Linked DNA regions of Mus musculus: region 1 is linked to region 2. The links are chromatin contacts, called in public promoter capture Hi-C maps. All regions are on one chromosome and are shown on one strand. The core of a region is the stretch at or near the end of the contact, and the rest is flanking DNA. Distances in the headings are between cores, read along the strand shown. Region 1 holds the start of Rec8 (REC8 meiotic recombination protein). Region 2 holds the start of Nynrin (NYN domain and retroviral integrase containing).

Region 1 (6,878 bases), core at 3,705-6,204, 240 kb after region 2:
ACAAGGTTTGGCCCTATAGCCTAAGCTGGCTTCAAGTTTATGGCTATCCTGCCTCAGCCCCAGCTTCTGCAAGTGATTGGGCTACAGACACAAGCTCCACAGTAGACTAGTCCTCACTCTTACAGCTACCAGCACAAGAAGCCACCCAGGGTCTCCCTCAGAAGGTGGTGGGTACAGGCTTTTGTCTCTGCTACTGTGCAAGTGTTCTTAAAGGACCCAGTGATGGACACTTACCAGTGAGTAGGGCCCCAGGCTCCCAGCCTGTCATCTTCTGTACCTCAGGAGGGAAGACCTGGCCTGGTAGTGCTTCTTGTATCCCTTCCACCCTGAGGGGAAATAGGCAGATAAGGAAACCCTTCCCAGCAGTGACCCCTTGCCTGGTTCAGGGATTCCTGCTCTTACTGCGCAGGAGCTGGAGGTGAGAGTGCCGAGACCAAACCAGCACCTTCTAGGGCCCGGGGTTCTTCCCTGGATTCTGCAGAAAGAAGATCAGAACGGTTAGGAGAGAGGAGGACAGGACACTGTCCATTCCCAGGTTGGCTGTACAGGGATCTGACCATCCAGTGGTAGTGAAGCTCTCCGCTGTCGGAGAAGCCTGCCTCTCTGACGTTCCTCTAGCAAGATGGCGTCATCTTTCTCTGCGATCAGCAGTTCTAAGTCTCCTCGACTGATCTCTGGGAGATCCTGCTCTCCCTACGGAGAGGGGGAGAGTAGATTTTTGGAGTCTGAGCCTAAGGAAGGCCCCTGGGTCTATGGGGACAGAATGGGGACATGGGAAGGTGGCAGAAGCACAGGGATGCAGTGAGACTGGATGGGGGAACTCACTTCAATCTGCAGCATGCGGATGGGCTCTGCCTCCTGTAAGGTGATGACCTCAGGGGACTGCACGGTGGCCAAGGTCCTGTCTGGAAGGGTAGGAAAGTCATACCGGGTCTACTGCTTCTAAGTTGTTGGGGCAAAAACATGGACTTTGGAGCCTAAGAGCCAGGCAAGTTACTAGCAAATATCCCAAATGCTTTTCTTTTTTGTTTGTTTTTGAGACAGGGTCTTGCTATATAACCCTGGCTATCTTGGAACTCATTCTGTAGACCAGGCTGGCCTCAAACTCAGATAAGCCTGCCTCTGACTCCCCAGTGCTGGGACTAAATATACCATCACCACGCCTGGCTCTGCCTCCACTTTCTGAGTCCTGGGATTACTGATGTCCACTTGAGACTTTGTTTTGTTTTGTTTTTCGAGACAGGGTTTCTCTGTGTAGCTCTGGCTGTCTTGGAAATCACTCTGTAGACCAGGCTGACTTTGAACTCAGAGATCCACCTGCCTCTGCCTCCCAAGTGCTGGGATGAAAGGTGTACACCATCACTGCCCAGCTAAGATTTATTTATTATTATATCTTAAGTACATTGTAACTGACTTCAGAGGCACCAGAAGGGGGCATTAGATCTCATTATGGGTGGTTGTGAGCCACCATGTAGTTGCTGGGATTTGAACTCAGGACCTTTGGAAGAGCAGTCAGTGCTCTTAACCACTGAGCCATCTCTCCAGCGCCCCCCCTCCCCCTTTTTAAAGTAAATGTTTAAATGATCTCCTTAACCGGTCTTAGCTGGCTTTGAACTCAGTACTTAAGCCAGGCATGTGTTGTACTTGGAGTTTTCCCATCTCAGCTCCTCTAGGAGATGGGGTTACAGGTGTGGATCACTGGGGCCAACTGGGCCTGGCTTTTTTTTTTTTTTTTTAAAGTGGTATTTTTCAGCCCTTGGGGATTCTGCACCCTTTTACAGCAAGATTCTCTCTGCTAACCAGGCTTCCTGGGGTCTGGAGTGGCTTCAGGAAGGGTCTCCTTACGAGTTTTTTCCGGGGTTGCAGCCTCTAAAAGGTGTCGAATCTTTGGGAAGAAATTGGGAAGAAAAGATAGGTCTCATCTTTAGTCCTCTGTATCCTCTCTTCACACACTAGGTGCACACTGGACACCTATCTGGCAGTATCTCTATTTTTTATCTTGGAATTTTAGCTTTCTTCTTCTATTTATTTGTTTTTGAGACAGGTCTTATTGTGTAGCCCAGGTTGGCCTAAAAATTGTTTTAAAATACTTTATGTATGTTTGTATGCACCCTTGGAGGTCAGAAGAGGGCAATAGATGTTGGATCCCCAGAGCTGGAGTTATAGGTGGCTGAAGGCTGGTGGTGAAGTCCTGTCCTATGCAAGAGCAGGACACACAACCACTGAGCCATAGTTCCAGTCCTTTCCTGCTTGACAGCTCTCCTCCCTGAGACTTTTTAAAAAAGATTTATCTATTGATTTTATATATACACGAGTGTTCTATCTGCATGTAAGTCACCATGTGATTGCTGGGAATTGAACTCAGGACCTCTGGAAGAGCCACCAGTATTCTTAACCACTGAGCCATCTCTCCAGCCCTCCTTGAGACTCTTGAATTCTTATTTTAGCTTACATTACCACATCCAGTGTGAGTGTGTATGTGTGTAGTATGTCTGTATGTGTGAGTGTGTTTGGGGAATCAAATCTAGGGCCTTGTACATGGTAAGCAAATACTCTACCAGTAGACTACCCCTCCAGCCCTAACAGATGTTTGTGCCATTTGACAACAGTATGTCAGAGGCCACCACCACCTAGTGTCCCTCCTGTCCCGGCCCTAAGCTCACCCCCCAAATTAGCCTGGTCAATTTGTGTTGTCATGGGTAGCTGGTGGTGGAGACAAATTTGTGTACAATTCTAATAGATCTATGAAAAAGCAGCCTTAGCAAAGCATTCAGATTCCAGGCATCATTTACTTTTGGCTTCAAGTGGGATGATTTCATGGAAAGGGTGGCATCTGAGCTAAGTCTGGAAGGACAAGTAGAACCTGACTAGCAGAGAATGACTGGCCACTCTTACACTGTTGGGATGCTCACTGTCACAAGTAATTGTGGCACCTATGGGACATGTGCAATGGGCTGGGGTTTGGGAACTAAGGTGTCTAGAGAAGAGGACAGAGTAGGGATGAGAACCCCTAAATCCAGGTACCGAGGGATCCCTGGATGCTGTTACTGTCTGCATTCAGGACCCGCTGCTTAGATGGGAAATGGTGGCTGGAGTAATGTAATCTAAGTTGTGGGAGATGGAAGAAGACAGGGAAGAAAAGCCAACATAACCAGGTGAAGCCTGAGAGTAGGGTCTCGGTGGTGGGAACGGTGGGAGGTGGCAGGGAGAACACCTCTGGCGAGGACACCATCCTATCAGGTTGGCCCTTTCGTAAGCAGGATCTGGGGCTCTGCTTGCTTGCACCCAGCAACCCCCTTGTTCCATGGCAATGTCCCATTCCTAAATCTCAGCTCCAGAGTGACAGGAACACCAACTAACTCCTCCTCCTACGCTGTTATCTCGTGATTTCTGAGGGGTCCTAAGGGAGTGAACCCTACCTGAGGAATATCAAAAGGACTGGGAAGTCTAGGATCCACAGACATCTTCCCAAAAAAGGGTTCTGGGGCATCTTCCAGCGTCTCCATCATGGCCAGGCAGTTGGGAAGAAGCAAGCTAGGTCTGGGCGAGAACAGGGATGTAAAGGAGAGAGACTGAGGGTGAGTGGGATGGCTCGGCTGGTAAAGGTGATGCCACCAAACCCCACAGTCCCTAATTTCATCCCTGAATTTGAACTAGCATAAGGAAGAGAGCCCACTTTATTGGCTGTTCTCTGACCTCCACATGCATACAGTGCCCTCTCTCCCTACCCCCTTCCCGATCCTCTACCCCTACTCTCTCTCTCTCTCTCTCTCTCTCCTCTCTCTCTCTCTCTCTCTCTCTCTCTCTCTCTCTCTCTCTCTCTCACACACACACACACACACACACACACACACACACACACACACACACAATGCACGAGGCCAAGCAGCTTGGTATGGATGGTTTCAGTCCCAGGGCCTCACAGGTCAGCCTCCTCCATATCAATGCGAATCCGCAGCTGGGCACGATGTAGGTGCTCCAGGATATGCTGGATGTCTTCTGTGGGTGAAAACGGTAAAATAAACAACCTAGTCATGGCTCCTTCAGCTCTAGCCCACCTCTGGAGTCTCTAGCCTTACCCACAAGGTACTGGCACTGTTGAAAGTAGACCCTTATCACACCAATCTGAAGCTGGGCGGAGAGATAGAGGGAGAAGCGGGGGCGGGGCAGCCCGGCCACCGGAGGTTGCACTCTTACCAGCACATAATTGAGGATTTCCTCGCTGGGAGAACAAGAAGCCCTGATCAATGCAACACCCAAAAACCAGAAGCCCCACACCAGCGATTCCTCCCTCTTTTCTGGATCTTACCAGGTCTTTACCACATTCACATTTAGGTATTCACGCTTCACCAAACGGCTGCCTCGGGTTGCTGCCAGCCTGGAGGGGTGGGGGCAGGAACGGCTTGTCAAGGGGAGATCCCACTACCTGGCTCCTGGCATAGCCATCAGCCCTGTGCTCACCAGATGGTGGCGAAGCAGCCTGTGTGGCGCTGAAGCACGTTAGGATAGTAGAACATCTTTGCTCCTGGGTTCACCTTCCCTGCACCAATCCCGTTTGGATCTCAATCCGAATTCTTGAGAATACGAGATTTCCAGCACCATTGAAGAGTAGGAATTTGGACGGGGGTGTGGTAGATATGGATGCAAAAAGCCCAATTAGTAAAACGACTGACTATACAACTGAATTAGGAGGTAACCAAAGACACAGGAGCTAAGCATCCCTCCTTTGGCCATTCCTAAAAAGGTCTGCACAACGCGCACCATACCATCAGGATTCTGTCCAGGCAGAGATGCGGAGCTCCAAGAAAAACCCGGGCAGAGACACAGAACAGATCTTCAAAGAAGACTGAGTCCTCTTCTGGTCAAGAGGCCTTCTTCGACTCTGCTGCCCGCCACCACCACCACCACCACCACCACCACCGCCGCCGCCGCCGTAGTCGTCGTCGTTGAGCTTCTGGACCTTGCTCTAGGTCCTGTCGCCCTCCAGCGGGATCAGGTGCACACTCTCCAAGGCTTTGTACCACCGACAGCCAATGAGAAGCCGCGCCAGAAGAAACTCAAAGACTCCTGGAGCCAGGCAGCAGAACTCAGTTCCAGGCCATAGGCTCTTGGAGAATAGTCGCCAGCCAATCACGAGAATTCTGAGCGCTACCAAGGCATTGTGAGGTGTTCTGGCCAATGGCCTCTCGTTCTCGGGTAGTAACAAGGACTTCGCCAAGGTGCAAAGCTGACCAATAAACGGAGAGAAAATCCAGTCTCTCTCCCTGGCGACAGCTGACAAAGTATCTTTTAGGAGCCGGGGTCATGTGAAGGGCAGATGCCTTGGTGCTGTTTATGATACAGAGATGTAAGAGAAGGTACCTTGCCTGAGCATAGGACCTGTCCTTACTCCTAAATTTCACCAACCCGATTTTGTGCCCAGTAAGGGTCTGTGCTGTGCTAAGTGCAAGAAACTGTGTGAGGTGGCCTTTTATTCAACAAGAAAGAAAACAGCCAAGGGAGCTGTAACTACAAACTCCTATAATCTCAGCTGCTACTTGGAAGGGAGGCAGGTTCAAAGCCAGCCTAGACAATTTGAACACTAGCTCTAAGCAAAAAACAAAACAGGCCAAGAGTGGTGTGCACACCTCTTGAAGGGACTGAGGTAGCAGAATAAACTCTACTATAAGCTGCTGTACTTGGAAAAAGCTACTGCCTGCTGTCCTTGAAGCGATATGCCCCCCAGCATTGAGAGGCCAACATTCCTTTACCCTTTCATGTAATGCCAGGGCTAAGAAACCCCTGCTTGCAGGTTTTTTTCCTTTATAAACCCCTTCACCTAGAGCTGGGGTCACTCTCCTTCCTGTTCCATCAGGAAGGTTTGTAGCCCAAGCTCGAGCTTGAATAAAGACTCTCACAAGTATTTGCATCAGAATTGGGGGCCCTGGTGGTCTCTTGGGGAAGCAGGGGTCTCATGAGCTGGGCATAATACTTTTATCTCAGCAACAGGAGGATCTCTTAAGAGTTTGAGACTGGCCTGGTCTACAGACCAGTTAGGGAGAGATAATGAAATCCTGTCTCAAAAAAAAAAAAAAAAAAAAAGTAAAAAGTAAAAAGTAAAAACTGGGCTGGAGATGTGGAAATGTAGCTCAGTCGTAGAAAGCCTGACTGGCATATATGTGTATATACATATATACACATATGCATATTCACATATATACATATGTACACACATACACACACAAGGCCCTGAGCTCAGCTCAGTACTGCAAGAAAGGGAAACGACAACAACAAAAACCAGCCTTTGATCCAAGCACTCTGAAGCCAGAGTCCCACGAATCCTGTGAGTCTGAGGCCATGATGGTCTACACAGTGAGTTTCAGGCTAGCCAGAACTGTATAGTGAGACCCTGTTTCAAAACCAAGCAAACAAAGCCAAGAACAAAACAAAAAAATAAAGGTGTGTGCAGCCCTGTAACCTCAGTACTTGGGAGGAAGGACAGGAGTTGAAGGACAGCCTTCTTCTCTTCAGAGTTGCACAGCAGCCTGGGCTATCCTGAGGACTAGCTCAAAAACCTAAGAATTCAAAGAAAGCACATATTCTTTTTCTCTTAATCTTTCCTTTCTTTCATTCTTTTTTTTTTTTTTTTTTTGCTTGTTTTTTTTTATTTGTTTTTGTTTTTTTGAGACAGGGTTTCTCTGTGTAGCCCTGGATGTCCTGAAACTTGCTCTGTAGACCAGGTTGGCCCCAAATTTAGCGATTTACTTGCCTCTGCCTCTTGAGTTCCGGGACTAAAAGCATGCACCACCATGCCTCACTTAGGCTCTGATGTTAAGACTTAGTTCTGGCCAGGCATTGGTGGTGCATGCCTTTAATCCTAGCACTTGGGAGGCAGAGGC
Region 2 (6,112 bases), core at 2,400-4,899:
TTTCCTGTAGCCTCAGCTCCTCTGAAGGGAAGAGGCCTCCTCCGCTGCCGTCTGCACTCACTGTGACACTTGGTACCACTACAGGCTCAAGTGAAGCCTGCTTCTTTATAATGGTTTTCCTCAGGGAAAGGAATGCTGTGAGGAGCTAGGAGAAGGTTTAAGCATCGGCAATCTCTACATAGAAAGGCAAGCAATTTAGAAAGGAGTTTTAACCTTGGTTAAACCATAAAAGCAAAAAGAAAACAAAGGCCCCAGAGTATGTCCTACCTGGATGATGAGTGTAGAGGCATGATGGAGCAAACCCTAAAGATAGGTTTAGAGAACTGAGACCAAACATGTTGGAAAGGAAGAGGGAGTGTTGGTGTGAGGGAGCTAACCCCTCACGTGCAGTAACAGGAAAAAGAAATTACACATGTTCCAGGACAGCCAAGGTTACACAGAGAAACTCTGTCCCGAAAACAACAAATAAAAATTTAAATTAAAATAGTAATAATAATAATAATTTTAAATTTATATTTAAACAAAAAGAGATTAGGTTCTCAGTGACGACACAGATTTGTAGGCAAACATTTCCTAATCAGCTCACAGGGAAGGTGTACAACCCTGATTTAGAGCACTTGCCAACGTCTGCGGTGTAAATATTCTCACGGTGGCTGTAAATAGATAGCTCTCCAGTAGCTTGCAAAGTTCCTAAAATTCTAACAATGAGTTTGTGAGAGCCAAACCCAGCACACACCTGACCACAATCAATTTCCACGGCCCTGCTCACTGAGTGCCATTGACATGCCAACTTCCATCTCACAGCAGAGACTCCAGAAGCCACCTCCACTACCGCTGTCTTCAGATTCCCCATCACCTATATCCATCTTCTCCAAAAACAAGAGAAGTAACCAAGTTGCCTGTCCTGTCTGGTGACACTCAACCCATCCTCATAGTCCTTTATGCAGAATGGGGCAGAAGGGATGCCAGGTTCAATGTGGGGCTCACTGAGCCACTGTTCAACTCCCCTCTCCACTTGGTAATTTCGCCTCAGGGGAGCCAGTTTCCCCCGGATTTGTTTTCCTACCTGGGATGTGATACACAGCACCATTTCTGATATTTCCGAAATCCTGCCACTGCATAAGAACTTTAAAACACAAGTTTAACAGAGTTTTGTTTTTTGATTTTTTTTTGTTTTCAAAAAGCAAGCACAAATAATATAAAAACATACTGGATTCTACTTTAGGTGAGCCTGCATCTTTCCTGACCCTTCTTCCACAGAGACCAGAACAAACAACCTCACGGTTCTTCCTCCATCTCTCCCAAGAGATGTATGGAAGGCAACAACCAGAAGGCAAAACTCCAGGTCCCTAGAGCTACGATTGGAGTCGGCCACACTGCATCCTCCTGACAAGGCATCCTCATAATAGGAAAGGCTCACATAGCAGGTCATCAAAGCCCTTCAGCTTACAAGACATCAAGCTAGGGAGAAAGACTTGGTCCCTTATAAAGCTAGTTACTAACAGCAGCACCTAACTTCTGCCCCGTGTTGTTCTTTATGTTTTGCCAAAGTATTTGAGCAGGCATTCTTTCAGTTGGCCCTCACAATTCTTACATGAGAAGAGTGTTATTACATTGTTTCACAAATGAGGAAAAAAAGTTTCAAGATGGCTGAATTATTAGACCAGGGCCTCTTCAAACTATGCTTCTCTATTTGGGCTATGATATGGAAACGTGTCAAATCCAGACCTTATCCTCCCCACATTCCACTGTCCCTTGCCCTCACCCCCTCCCCCTCCTTTTCTTCCTTCTGTCCCCACCAAGAAAGGAAGTTACCCAGAATCCCTGCAAGCTGTTCCCACCTTCAACAATGCCTCTCTCTGGGGCAAAGAGGGACACAAGAGGAAACTGACAGAGCCCCTGGATCCACTTAGCAGGGCTTGGAGTGAGAAACTCAGGGGTAAAAAACTATAGCCCAAAGAGGCTGTGATGCTGACAAGCTTGAAGCTGACTTGAAGTTTAAACAAGAAACACAAAGTGGAGCATCTCAAGCAGTGCTCTTCAGGGGCCCAGGGGGAGTAAGTGGCTCAGTGGCAGAGGGCCTCTGTGGTATGCACAGGCCCTGGGTTCAGTCTCCATCTTTAGGGAGGCCCTGGTCAGCTGATTAGTTCTCCATGAAGGCTGAGCTGTGGTACTTTAACAGTAACGGAAAAAAATTAAGAACATAAAGAACCCAAAAGCCTCTTCTTAGCTTATCCTACACCAGCCTCTGAAACTAAGGGGCCCTGCACATCTGTTCTCTGGGCAGACACCTCTCCCCTCCCCCAGCACCTCTGTCAGAACTGGAAAAGTGCTGATGCAGCAGCTTAATGGGCGTGTTTAGGGAGAAATTTCCCAGCCTCCCCTTCCTTCTGCTGGCTGTGTTCCGGGCCTCCCCTACCTAGGCCCTGACCAACTGAGATGTGGGTAGAGCTTCAGCCAAAGGGTTAAAGACTAGCTTGTATCCGAGAGAAGGGAGTCCAGAGCATTCCTACTGGAGAAGATAAGGGAATCTGAGGGAGTAGGGGGCCCTTGGGTGTGACTGAACCAGAGGGAGGAGCCCAGGCAGAGAAGCCAAGATGAGCGTAAAAGGGACAAGCTGCAACCTGGCCTCTCCAATATCCAGCTCCATACAGCAGGCCCTTTCATCTCAACGTCCATGATTCCCTGGCATCCCAAGGCACTGCCTTCCAGAACAGATGCATCCTACTCTGCCGGCAGGGTCCTAGGTTCTACAACCTCCACCAACCTACTCCTTCCTGACTCTGATGACTGAGGCAGACCCTCACCCTCTCTCTCTCTCTCTCTCTCTCTCTCTCTCTCTGAGTCCTACTGCTTCGTCTATAAACTGCCAACGCCACTCTACAAGTGTCTCTAGGGCCCTCCTCTGGTCCCAGTACTCAGAGAAACCGCCCAGGATTTAAGCAGACAGAAAGAACGGAGGCCTTCCAGTGTCTTGGTGAGAACAAAGACATATGTTGCAGAGGCCACAAAAATGCAGGCCCTTAAACTGATCCCAAGATGGAAAATCTGGGCCTGTTTCTGACCAGAGAAGGCTGGTAGAAAGAGACTCTCAGCAGAGGTTCTCTCAGCACACTTAAAGGACAGAAGTGACATGTAAGAGAGGGGTGGGGCAGAAGGGAAAGAAGGAAGCAGAGGGACAGAGCAGGGGCCCCGCAGATCTGGAGGGAGGGAGGCCCAGACCCTGCAAGCCAAACAGCAGGACAAGCTCAACACCTCTGGGGACTCTTGACTGTTCAGGAGAGAGGGAGAGGATCTGACTAGGAGGGAAAGGAAAGAACAAAACGAAGCTGTTTACCTTGGCTTTGCCCGTATTTTCCCGGGGCCCCTCCAGCTGCAGCCAAAAGTAAGGGGTGTCAGGACGGCTCTGGAAAGCGGTCACCTTGACCCTGAAGATGCGCTGGACTTGCAGCCGCTGCCGGTGTACCCGGGGCTTCGATTTTGTCTGCACCATGAACCATTCCTGCGCTGGGGGTTTACCCCCCGACAAAAGCATGGCTGTCCCTCCGGCCCCTGGAAAGCGTGAGAAGTGTCACGGGTCCCAGCACCGAGGCCCCCAGCCACCTAGCCCTGCAGCCTAAGCCACGCCTCCCCTCCTTGAGGCGCGCCCCCCGCCACCGCCTCCCTGCTGTGGGTTCTGCGACCCACCCGCCAGCGCTCCGCGCCCGCCCTCCCAGCTCCGTCCCTTTCCGCCGCAGCACGGGAGACAAACCCTTCCTGCTAAGGGTTGTAGCTAGGGGTGGGACCGAGCGGATTCCCGCCGCCCTTCCTCCCCCTCAACCACCACCCCCTCCTCCCCTTCGACCTCGAAGCCAGGCCCCCTGGATAAACTCGCCTGAGCTGCTGGATGGCTTAAAGGGGCGCTGGAGACTGAGGGAGGGAAGGAGAGGAGGCTGGGCGGGAGGGAGAGGGCCAAACAGGGTCTTGGAAGCAACTGCCTTCCACCCAAGTTTTGTGTTCAGGGGTCAAAGTTCCTTCCTCGAAGGAAGGAAAAGGAAGGATTGAAGAGTTGATCTCTGAGACCCTGGTTTTAGATTCCAAGCAGTGTTCTACACACACACACACCACATACACACCACACGCGCACACACACCACATACACACCACACGCACACACACAAACACATCACACACACACACACACATGATCCTTGGTCGTCTGGACTTCCCTTGAAAACCCTTTACTACACCCATCTCTTTGTGGCAGGAAAGGGTTAAGGGAAAATGGGGTGGAGAGACCACAGAGGCTAGGGCCTGTAGAAACTATGGGCTGGAGACCAAGCAGGACGTAAAGGGTTACAGCTCTGACCCCCACCCCCACTCTAGTCTGGGGACCGCCTGGAACTGGCTCTAGGCCCAGGCCCTGCGGAAGCCCCCCAGGGCTGGAGGGGCAGGGGGTTAGCTGCCAGAGTTTTCAGGCTCGGGTTGTTTAGGAGAACCCCTTTTTTTAGCAAGTGTGAGTTAGAGTGTGAGGAGCCAGTGGGAGGTAGGGTCTCCAATCATCCTTATCCACAGCCATATGGTTGGCATCAGTGGTCCAAGACTAGCCCTGGGCTGGGGACACTCTCAAAACCCGAGCTGCCTTGGAGACATGCTCAGTACAAAGAACACTTTATGTGGTCTTGTAGCCTGAAGTAGCCTGGCACTGGGAAGGCACAGTCTGCAGCTGGGGCCTCGAGAGAACCTTACTTTCCAAACAAACCAAGAGTCACAGTCTGACAGACACAAGTATGACCTGACCCACGGGAACAAAGGACAGCTATTTTTTTTTTTAAACTGAGTCCTTTCCTAGGACATCGGTGTTACAGAGCCACCGATGTGTGTATGTATGCAGGCCAGTGGGGAGGTGCACGCTGTGCAGAAGGGGCCCAGGGGGAAAAGATTCAGGTTACTGCCAGACTAGACTGGATGGTCAAGCCCCACCTTTACAAGGTCTCATCCCTGGAATGGAATTCAGAGAAATAAAAGGTGGGTCTGTGGGGTTCTGGGTAACGAGTTCTTCAACCCTGCCCCTCCAGAAGGCTTTGAAGTCAGAGGCTGTCTGAGTGACCCCACTTCTCTCCACTTTCCCTGCCTTTAATTGTACTATCAAAAGGCAGGCTTGGCAGGGCACATCAGAAACTCCGGGTTTGCAGAAGGCTGAGCCCAGAGGCCCTGACTCAGAAGAGGATGGAAGGGTGTGCCTCAGTTTCCCTTCCAGGAGCAAGGGAGCCACACAGCCTCTCCCCACCCCTTCTGTTAGTGATGCTAAATTCTTTCTGCCAGGGCTAAAGATGTCAGGGAGAAGCCCCAGGTTTAATCCTATGTTCAAAGAGGCCATGCAGAGGGCAGAAAGAAGCCATGCATAAGACACTTCATAAACAGATCCTTTTAAAGCAACTTATTTAAACTTTTGTGCTTGGTTGCTTTAGCTCACAGACATGGGGGTAATAGTCCAAGGCCCAGGATGGACATCAGCTCTCACAGGTAAACTTACATAATTCAGGCAATGAATTACATACCAGCGTAGCTGTGTACAGTGTACTGCGACACTTGCTAACTGGTAGTCAGTCTCCTTTCCCAGATCTTGTCTTCCTCCCCATCTCAGCTCAAGCCAATGTGTCCTAGAGATTCTCTACCCTAGAAATTCTCTCCTCCTGGACTCAGCCCTTACCACCTGCTAACCCAACCACGTGGAGAAAGTGGATTTGGCCAAAAAGCTGGCTATCACCCTTTGTCAGGAATGAGCCTACGAACCCTCAAACAAGTCAGTAAATCCCTTGGTCAGAGCTCAGGTGTCCCCTCTGCTAATGTATTCACTGAGTCAAGTTTATTCAACAATTTCAACAGGTATTTATCTGCTAGAAGCCAGGCTCTTGGGTACAGCTTTGACTTGGGTATCTATTTGCTTGTTGGAATGGGTCCTATATGACTCAGACTGCCCTAGAATTCACTACATCATTCGAACTGGCCTTGAAGTAGAAGCAATCCTCTTGTCTCTGTCTCCCGGAGACTGTGATTACTTGCATGCACCAACATACCCATCTTCTCTTAACAAACTTTGATCCGTGTATCCTCCCAGTTCCAGCTCAAC

The links. Promoter capture Hi-C pulls out the DNA fragments that hold promoters and counts their contacts.
Region 1: a contact with region 2 is called in a promoter capture Hi-C map of second pharyngeal arch cranial neural crest. The contact joins the promoter of Rec8 here to the promoter of Nynrin in region 2. A contact is called at or near these places in 13 of 39 promoter capture datasets (the 3T3-L1 cell line, the C10 cell line, the HPC-7 cell line and 8 more), 3 of 484 Hi-C or Micro-C datasets (embryonic stem cells and palatal mesenchyme), 1 of 115 datasets of contacts at active chromatin or transcription factors (embryonic stem cells) and 2 of 9 other capture datasets (adipose tissue and liver).

The regions. Positions count from the first base shown.
Region 1 is chr14:55,616,242-55,623,119 of GRCm38.p6, reverse strand. It overlaps Rec8 (REC8 meiotic recombination protein), which reads right to left and starts at 4,954. Exons shown (of 20, transcript NM_020002.3): 1 at 4,767-4,954; 2 at 4,462-4,574; 3 at 4,310-4,378; 4 at 4,080-4,222; 5 at 3,924-3,999; 6 at 3,420-3,540; 7 at 1,801-1,885; 8 at 826-905; 9 at 558-693; 10 at 403-475; 11 at 235-326. The coding sequence starts at 4,517.
Region 2 is chr14:55,851,652-55,857,763 of GRCm38.p6, reverse strand. It overlaps Nynrin (NYN domain and retroviral integrase containing), which reads right to left and starts at 3,649. Exons shown (of 8, transcript NM_001040072.1): 1 at 3,338-3,649. The coding sequence starts at 3,535.